2 separate regions of the Arachis hypogaea genome follow, and region 1 is linked to region 2. The links are chromatin contacts, called in public Hi-C maps. All regions are on one chromosome and are shown on one strand. Each heading gives the region's core, a stretch centred on a gene start, on an enhancer-like site or on the middle of the called end of the contact. The rest is flanking DNA. Distances are from core to core; before and after follow the strand shown. Region 1 has its middle 7.4 kb from the start of LOC112748197. Region 2 holds the start of LOC112750084.

Region 1 (4,480 bases), core at 900-3,399, 270 kb before region 2:
TATAATAAATATAAATAACATAAGAAATACATTTTTTTATTCATTCAGTTTTGTTGACGACTAAAATTTTATTTAATCACGTCATTAGAATCATAAAGTCTAAATTCTTTATCGAAAGTTGATATTTTTTATTGGTTAATCGTTAATTTTAAGAGTATTAAAAATTTAAATAAAAATATTAATATAAGACAGGAAAGTATTAAAATAATAAAAAATTTAATCAATTGCATATTAATAAATTACAGAAGTACTACACGGTTTATTCACTTTTCATACAAAATTGAATTTAAATAGTGTATGGATTTGATATTTCACATGTATCAGACTATTAGGTGCAAAAGCTTGTCTAATAGTCATAGGCATTATATTAATCATCAAAGAAATAATGAGGACCAAAGGAAGTTGATTATTAAAGGATTTTATACAGAACACAAAACATTTAATTAGTAATAGAGTGAGTGACATGTGTATAAAAAAAAAAGCAAGACAAACAAGAGTGGCGTTGTTAAGAATCATTTTCATTATTTATTCCAATAATGAATCGATAATATTACAGAATATAAGCAAACTATATTTAATTGTGTTACGTGTGGTACGCATATGCATTAATGCATGCACTTGAGTAATCATTGTCATTATTTTTAGTATGATCATATATTTAATTTCCGATACGCAATTCACAACCTTAGTTTTCTTGGGTATTGGTGTGGATATATGTTTCAGGTTATTATTATATATAAATATAATTAATATGTACACACACATTGAATTGACCAATTCAGTCTCAGCTTTGATTCCTCTATATAGAAAGAATATAATATAATATAATATAATATATATCACTCGATGCAAAGTAATAAGACAGGATTTCTCATTTATTACTTTTTATTAATAGCTTTCTTGCTGGATCTCAATTTCAGTTAATTTTATATGTAAATGTTGAAATACAATAAAAGTTATAAAAGGTTGAAGTGTACGTGTACTATTATTTTTTGATAATTTGTACTAGTTTTATATAAGTGTAGTTATTTTTTAATTGTCTACTGTATCTCTTAGTCTCACAAATTAAAAACTAATTTGTTATGGATATGAGTTTTATTTAAAGGTTTGTTGCTAATAAATGAGTTGCTGAATTCATTTTTTAAATTGTTATTATATAAATCCTGAATTAGTTTTATTTAAATTATCAAGCTTATTATTATATAAATTATTTTAATAAAATATAAAAGTAAGCTTTAAAATAATTAAATTTAAGAAATAACACGTGAGACATGTACAAAATAATCATTCATTCTCTTCACTTAAGGGTCTTGAGCTTTTTCTGTATGTAACAAATTATGAGGGAAAAAACTATTATTATTCTAAGAAAGAATAGGTATAGGGATCAACTTTTAATTGGTTAATATTAATTAAATTTTTGTTATAAAAAAATGTTTTTAACCTTCATTTTTTTTTTTTTGAAGATTTAAGTATTAGAATTAGAATTCAGGATTTACTATTTATGATTTAAGACTTAAATTTTAAGATTTAGAATTTAAAATAGAAAAGTAATTAAATTAATTGATACTAACAAAAAAAAATTGATTATCTAATTGCACTTTATTTTTAGGCTGGGTTCATATATTCACTTACGGTTAACTTTTTTTCTTTTTATTTATTTATTTTTCCGTTGGAGAGGGGAGGTAATGGGGAAAGGAGTCTTTTAACTTATAATTTATAAATTAAAAACTTTGGATATATTTGATTAGGAGTAAAACTAGGATGAAATTTTGCATGAATAAATTAATATAAGAGTAAATTTATACATAAAAATGTATACTTCATTTTAATTTTTTATCCCCAACTAAATTTATCCGGATTAAAAAATTATAGTTGTTTTGGGATGACATTTATATGTGTTTTTTTTTTTTTGTTTTTGGACACCGACATTTATTATACAGTTATCGTGAGAGGCCGAAGCCCAAGGGAAAGAAAAAAAAACTAAACTGTTATATTTCCTATGACAAAAAAAAACCTGTTATATTTCTAAGTCCAAAACATCTCCAAAGATGTCCGATTACATTTTTGAAGTAAATGGGCTTATTCTTGTTATGACATCATTTTTGTTTTAAAATGTAAAAAAGAGGCAAAAACAATGACAATTCGTGAGAGCTACTGTAAGCCCACTAACATTAGTATTACCCTCCTCCTATGATTCTATGATGCACGGAGGGACCTTTACGTTGCTAAAATAAAATAAATACAAAGACCAAGAATTAAATAATAACAAGTTATAATTCAAATAGTATAGTTTTTTTATCTTCATTTAGATTTGAGGTTCACTCCTAACTTTAAAAAAAAAAAAAAAATAAGATAAATATTATCTTAAACAAAAAAAAAACACTCTAACTTGAATTTTAAACATAAATTCTAAATTCTCATCCAATTAGAGTTAGCTCAAATGATTTAAATTCTTAGGCTAAAATTTTTTTTCTCCTGTACTCCTAGTTCAACCCTCTATTATACCAAAACAAGAAGTACAACACTCCTTACTAAGTAAAAAAGGTGGTCTAAAATTAAATCTCTTATTGTGATTTTAAAACCGACTTTTGAACCAAAAAAAAAAAAAAACTAAGAAAAATAGTTCATTTTCGTGGTTATGAACCACGATTTTGGTTTCAAAAGTAAACCTCATTTTTTATAGTTCTGAACCATGATTTTTTATCACATAAAAGCAAAAACTTTTCGTTATTATAAACCACAATTATGCAGTTTCAAATTTTCTTATACAACATCCACATAATCCTCTTGTGTCTTCACTATGGTAAAACATGTCTTCTTTTTTATTTTTCTGATAATACGCTTCGTTTTTATTAGCATTTACTTTAAGAAAAAATGAACATAAATACACAAAAGATCACACGAAGAATAAAATTATCTATCAAATGTACACGAAATCACTTCCACCTTTTTGCCAATGAAGCTCCATTTCTGTTAATAAAAATTAACATGTGGCACTTTTTTTTTTCAATGTTGACACTATACAATTAATGATATAGCTATTTAAGTAATTATAGTATTAACTCATTCACTCTTTATCTTCCTCTGTTGCTTAGTCTAGTGAAGTACACCACACTAAACTAATAGTAAAATCTATACACAACAGATTATAACGTGAACAACTAATTTAAATTAATAAATTCAGGTTAACTTAGCTCACACTTAAAATATCTAGTTTTAGTAACTAATTTTAGTTAGCAATAGCAAAATAACTAACTTTAGACATTTCACTCAGTTATACTTCAATTTACCTAGTTATTTCTATTAGCTGAATTTTACTTCCACGGGTTAAAAAAAATTATATAAAAATACATATTAAATACATATATATTCATTCATATATTTCGATATCTAATATCTTAAATTCTAAATGGTTTCGTTACAGTTAATCATGGTAAAAATGTTATACCACTACAAGAAATGTAACAAAAATTATTTTTTTTTTAACAAAACTTAATCATTGTTATATAATAATAATGTTTTGTAATAACAATATAATTTGTTACAAAACGTTTTGTTATTTTGTAACGATTTGATTTGTTTGTTACAAATTATATTAGCTTTTGTAACAATCAGTGTTTTTGTTATAAAATTTTATAATATTTTGTAACAAAAGATAAAGTTGTTACAAAAGTTTAAAATATTTTATAAGAAAATATTCGTTTGTTTCAAAAACTCCAATTATTTTGTAACAAAAAATTAATTTGTCACAAAATTCAATATTATTTATAATAAAGTATTTATTTGTCACAAAATACAAGAATTTTTGTAACTAAAAAAAATTATTTTAAAATGTTAAGACTTATTGCCTTTTTGCATGTATTTCTTCATCCATGAAGTAGTAAGAACAAATAATGGAGTATATAAAGAGTACAGCAAGCATATGCATATCATGGAAGCTACATTGTCTCCTAAGTACAAGAGAAAGAATATAAAAATGATTAAATTATATGTCTCTACTCTCAACTTGCATTGTAATAATTTCAACTCCGAATTTCGTTCTCAGCAAGGGAACCGGGGAGCAAAGAACATGGTTTTTCAGCGTTAATAATTCACACGTTATCTTCAATTCTTCATCAAGAAAATTAAAATTTAAAAAAAATGCGTCATTTAATTTGTCATTTCTTTTCTTTACAAATTTATAATATATATGATCAAATATCAAATATATTTAATTTAAAGGTGTTGCATCATTCTCCACCCCTTTGATGTGATATCTATATATGAAGAGGTGAAACAAGGAAATAATACGTATATTTAGTGTTTCTTTATTAGGTAGCAAGTAGCCTTCTCTCAATAATAATTTCTCTAATCTTTCAAGGCAAAAAACATTATATTTTTTCATGTCAATAGCACACCTGTCTCCTAAACAAACAAACAAGAAAATAATAATAATAAAAACAACCTAGCTAGGTTGAAAGGTATTCAAATGCTATGTACT
Region 2 (4,784 bases), core at 1,228-3,727:
CTTCACATTACTTACAGTCTCCTGACGCCTTCGACAATACTTCCAGGCCTACCCCATTACGATCCGAACCGACCAGGCGGTCAGGCAAGTGCTTTAGAAGTCGGACCTCACAGGAAGGATGCTCGCATGGTCCGTCAAATTATCACAATATCATATCAGATTCGAGTCCAAAAATGCTATTAAGGCCTAGGCTATGGCAGACTTCATAGACAAAATGACCCCAAAAAATGAGCCTGCAGAAACCTGGAAACTCCGTGTTGATGGCTCGTCGAACACCAGCTCAAGAGGAGCAGGAATAATACTAGAAAACAAGAACGGAATCGCCATAGAACAATCCATTTGACATGAATTCCCGATATCTAACAATCAAGCCGAATATGAAGTCCTCCTAGCCAGACTAACATTAGCCAAAGAAGTCGGCGCAAAAGTGGTAGCAGTCTACAGCGTCTCCCAGGTGGTCAGCACCCAAATTAACGGAGGCTACCAAATACGGGACCCCCTGCTATAGCAATACCTAGCCAAAGTAAAAGAATTGACGGCCGAGTTCGGCAGAGTAACCGTCCAACACAATCCCAGGGAACAGAATGCAAGGGCAGACTTACTCTCAAAACTAGCAAGCACCAAACCAATCCCGGAAAACCGGTCACTAATTCAAGAGGTCATCAAAACACCGTTCGTCTTAGTCACAACCTCAGTCGACCTCCCGGTCACGAGCCAGCACTCTTGGACCTTCCCAATTCTCCAATACCTCATGAACGGGACATTACCCGAAGATTCCAAGGAAGCGAAATGCTTGAAACGGGAAGCCACGAGCTACACCACAATAGCAGGGCAATTAAACAAGCGCGGACTCTCTTAGCCCCTCCTCAAGTGCATTGAACCCGGCGACACGGACTACATACTCCGTAAAATCCAAGAAAGGTGTTACGGCCACCATGTGGGAGGGAAGACCCTGGCCCAAAAGGTTATATGAGCATGATACTTTTGGCCCTCCATTATTAAGGACTCCCTCCAACTAGTCAAAAATTGCGACAAGTGCCAAATCCATGCTGACTTCCACCAGGCCGCCCCGCATCAACTCAGTATCATAGCGGCAGATCAGCCTTTCGGAACCTAGGGAATCGTTCTTGTTGGTCCCTTCCCCACGGCTCCTTGACTTCTCCGATACCTCATCGTTGTCATCGACTACTACACTAAGTGGATCGAGGCCGAGCCCTTGGCCTCCATCACGGCCACCCAGTGCCGAAAGTTCTTCTGGAGACACGTCATAACCCGATTTGGAATCCTAGAAATCTTAATCTCAGACAATGGGACCCAATTTGCGAACAAACGGTTCAAAGAATTCCTGGAAAGAGTCGACATCTCCCAACGGTTCAGCTCGGTAGAGCATCCATAGACAAACAGGTAAGTAGAAGCGGCCAACAAAATAATAGTGAAAGGAATCAAGAATCGGCTAGACAAGGCTAAAGGACTATCGGATTGACGAGCTTGGATCCATCCTTTGGTCGTACTGGACCTCCCCTCAAGCCTCAACCAGAGAGATCCCCTTTCGGCTAACGTACGGCCTAGAGGCCATCATTCTGGTAGAAATTTGGGAACGCAGCCACGAAGAACCATGGGAGGACACGACGAGGAAGTAGAACGGGAGTTCACGGATGGGGTCAAGAGCATAGCACACCTACGGGAGCTAGTCCTAAAGTAGAGGATAAGCCTAAGATACAATCGCAGTACGGTGCGACGGGACTTCGGAGCGGGAGAACTCGTCTTACGGTGAAACGACATCGGTCTCCCCACCCCCGGAGAAGGGAAGCTCACGCCCAATTGGGAGGGCCCTTAACGGATCAGAGCGGTAATCAGGAAAGGAGCTTACAAACTCAGGCGATTAGATGGGACCAAACTCCCGAGATCCTAGAATGCCACCAACTTGTAGCGCTACTACACGTAGAAGCATCCTCCCAAACGAGGAGATCGAGGTTGTTTAGATTATCTTTATTCGATTTTTCTTTTTTTTTTTGCTGTTTCCTCTTTTTCATTGTTTAAGTTCACTTACTATGTTTTTTTTTTTTGGGTACTCTTTCCTACGGACATCGGGAGGTTTTAATGAGGCCCAAATTTTAAATAAAATTTCTTTTAAACAATTTTCCGACGTTTTGCCCCAACCAAATGGCACGAACTAAAACACGGCTACACCCAGGGACCGATCACTCCCGAATCCAAAAAATACGAATATCCACGACATAAATAAAAACTAACACATCCCATAAAGAGGCCCATTACCTACAAACGGTCCACCAAGAAATCTCAAAATATTCATAACAAGTAAAATGCCAAAACAGCTCCATATCAATAAACGAGCAAAGTCATAGCCAAACAAACGGCTACAAAATAGTGTCATGAAAACGGCCTACAAACTTAAAGAAATATTACAAAAGAAAATTCACTATAAATTTACAATCTGACCATCCTTAATAGTCTTGAACGCCCTTTTTACGGAGACGTCTATACCCGGAGCAAGGACCAGGACTTGGGCCCTCATAATCTCTTCGGCAGCCGAGATTGTGCCCTTAACATCTTCCAATATAGATCCCCTTTCTCCTTCTTCAACTTCGCCACCTTGGCCTTCAAAGCCTCCGCTTTAGACAATAACACGGTGGCTTTGGACTCAGCATCGGAGGAGCGCTTACGCTCACTAGCAAGCTGAGTGAGGAGAGAAGTTTCAACTCCGGAAAGACGGAGAAGCTCAACACTAGCATTCTCGGCATCTTTCGCTGCCTTTAGCCGAATGGCCTCCGCCACCTCCAACTCCCCCTTCATCTTCCCGACCTTCGCCTGAGATTGGCGAATCTTGCTATCGAGAAGACCTACCTGAGCCAACACCGGCTCCGCCTTGCGAACGATAACGGCAATACAGAGAAGAGCTCGATATGACGACCTCGTTTGACCAGCGACGTCACAGTCGAAGTACTCCTCGGTACTCAGGAGGAGGTACTGGTCAATAAAGGCCGGAGCATCAAATCCCCGATCCATCACTGACGGGACCGGTCCCTCCTCCTCCAAGTTCTCACCACTGCTACCATCTGCTGACCTCCTCGGCTTCCGACTCACTTCAACGACCGGAACCACGACCACCCGCTCCTCAGGCCAGGTGAAGCATGACCCCCACCTTGGGCTAAGACCATCTCCTGAGAAACGGTCCGGGAATCCGCCTGAGGACGGAGCTACCCCTCCTTCCGTGGTCTCCATCTGTATTGTGGTTTGCCTGCTACGTTCTTTCTTGTCAGTTTCTACTTGGATTCTACCCTTTCTCACCATATCGCTGAATGACCCCTTTTTTTCCCCTTCACTCTATCTTCTTCAGTCTCTACCATCCATTCCTCTTCTCTTGGTGTGAGGGTTGAGTCGTGGTTGCCTATATATTCTTGTCCCTCTACTTCTACCCTTACTTTCTTCCCCGCTTTGAGTATCTGATTGTTGTTTCTTCCTGCAGCATCATCTGGAGTATGTGATCTGGAGTGTCCTCCCCCGACGTAACCGCCCCTCATGAGGCTAAATGGATGCCTGGGCCAATTTTCATAAACCATGAAAATAGACCTGGTTGAGCCCACTTATCTTGGACTCGAGTCAGGCCGAATCGCCCCATAAAGCCCAAACCACCAACGCTTTTCAATCTCACTTACTGGTATAGCCGTAGTTTATAATGGAAATTGGAGAGAACGACGACACTGATAACTGATATCTTACTAATACTAGCTACCAAGCTACCTTCTTCCCACTCTTCCTTTTTTTTCTCTGCACTTTTCAGTTCTCTCACTTCCACTTCCACCAAGCAAAGCCTCTCCGGTGAAATCAATAATCACTGCGTCGAATCTATGCTTCTTCATTTCTCATAATCCTCCTACTTATGGCCTTCACTTCCACTCTCTCTCTCTACTCTCACCCTCAAGTAATAACTAACTCTCTAACTACCATAACTTACCGTTTCTTCTTCCTCATATTCTACAAAACCCTAACGCTTTCGCTCTTTCTATATGCAGGTTCGTCGCTGCCGCCACCGCCGACTGCAATCGCTGCCGCTGACTGCAGCCGGTTTGGGCAAGCTCACACTGCTTCCGATTTGGAGAACGCGTGCAGCCTCCAGAGCGCGGTTTGGATGCTTCGTCGTTAAGGCCTCTTCCAGCGTGGAAGGAACTCCGGCTCGTTCCACCGGTTCTCGCAGGGTCTACCGCCGGTCTCAGGCCACCGCGGCGCCAATTGCCCCTCTGAAACGAGTTGCTGACTTTGTTGCTCCATTTGGATTGATTTTCGCCATCTCTTTTGGTATCCCTTACATAGTTTCCATTTATTCCTTTGTTGTTGTAGTTGTTGTTTTTATTTTTTATTTATTTTTGGGTGCATTTTTTCTTTCTATTGTAATTTGGTGAGTCTTGGTGAGTTCATATTGTTGCTTCTACAATTATATGACACATTGTCCTTACAACCTATGGAATTGACATTTGTTTTTGGAGGGAAAAAAGAAAGACGAAAGAATCATAGGGTAAGGTAAAGGAAAGGGTAAGGGTAAGGGTAACGTATATATCAAAAAGTACTTTGCTTATTTCGTAACATTTCCGAAACATATACTACCTCCGTCCCAAATAGTTGTGTATATAGCGGACCTTAAGTAGTGGGGGCAATGCTTAGTTGTGTTTGATTCATGAGTGAACAGAAAAGGTGGAAAACATAATTTTTTTTTTCAGAAAAATGTCATAGACTCATGGAAGGTACCAAAGAAGAATAACATTTAT

What was found. A called contact is a pair of places that touch in the nucleus more often than the background predicts.
Region 1: a Hi-C map of leaf shows a contact between it and region 2, with 2.3 times the contacts expected there. The contact joins the enhancer-like site here to the promoter of LOC112750084 in region 2. A contact is called at or near these places in 3 of 8 Hi-C or Micro-C datasets (all in leaf).

The regions. Positions count from the first base shown.
Region 1 is chr15:29,167,215-29,171,694 of arahy.Tifrunner.gnm2.J5K5, reverse strand. No RefSeq gene overlaps it. Among protein-coding and RNA genes, the nearest start is that of LOC112748197, 7.4 kb to the left of the region's middle. Within about 2 kb of position 2,149, at least 3 of the 3 cell types and tissues checked have open chromatin away from gene starts, as enhancers often do.
Region 2 is chr15:28,892,278-28,897,061 of arahy.Tifrunner.gnm2.J5K5, reverse strand. LOC112750084 reads left to right here and starts at 2,477. Exons shown (of 19, transcript XM_072218947.1): 1 at 2,477-3,276; 2 at 3,488-3,943; 3 at 4,035-4,317. The coding sequence starts at 3,902.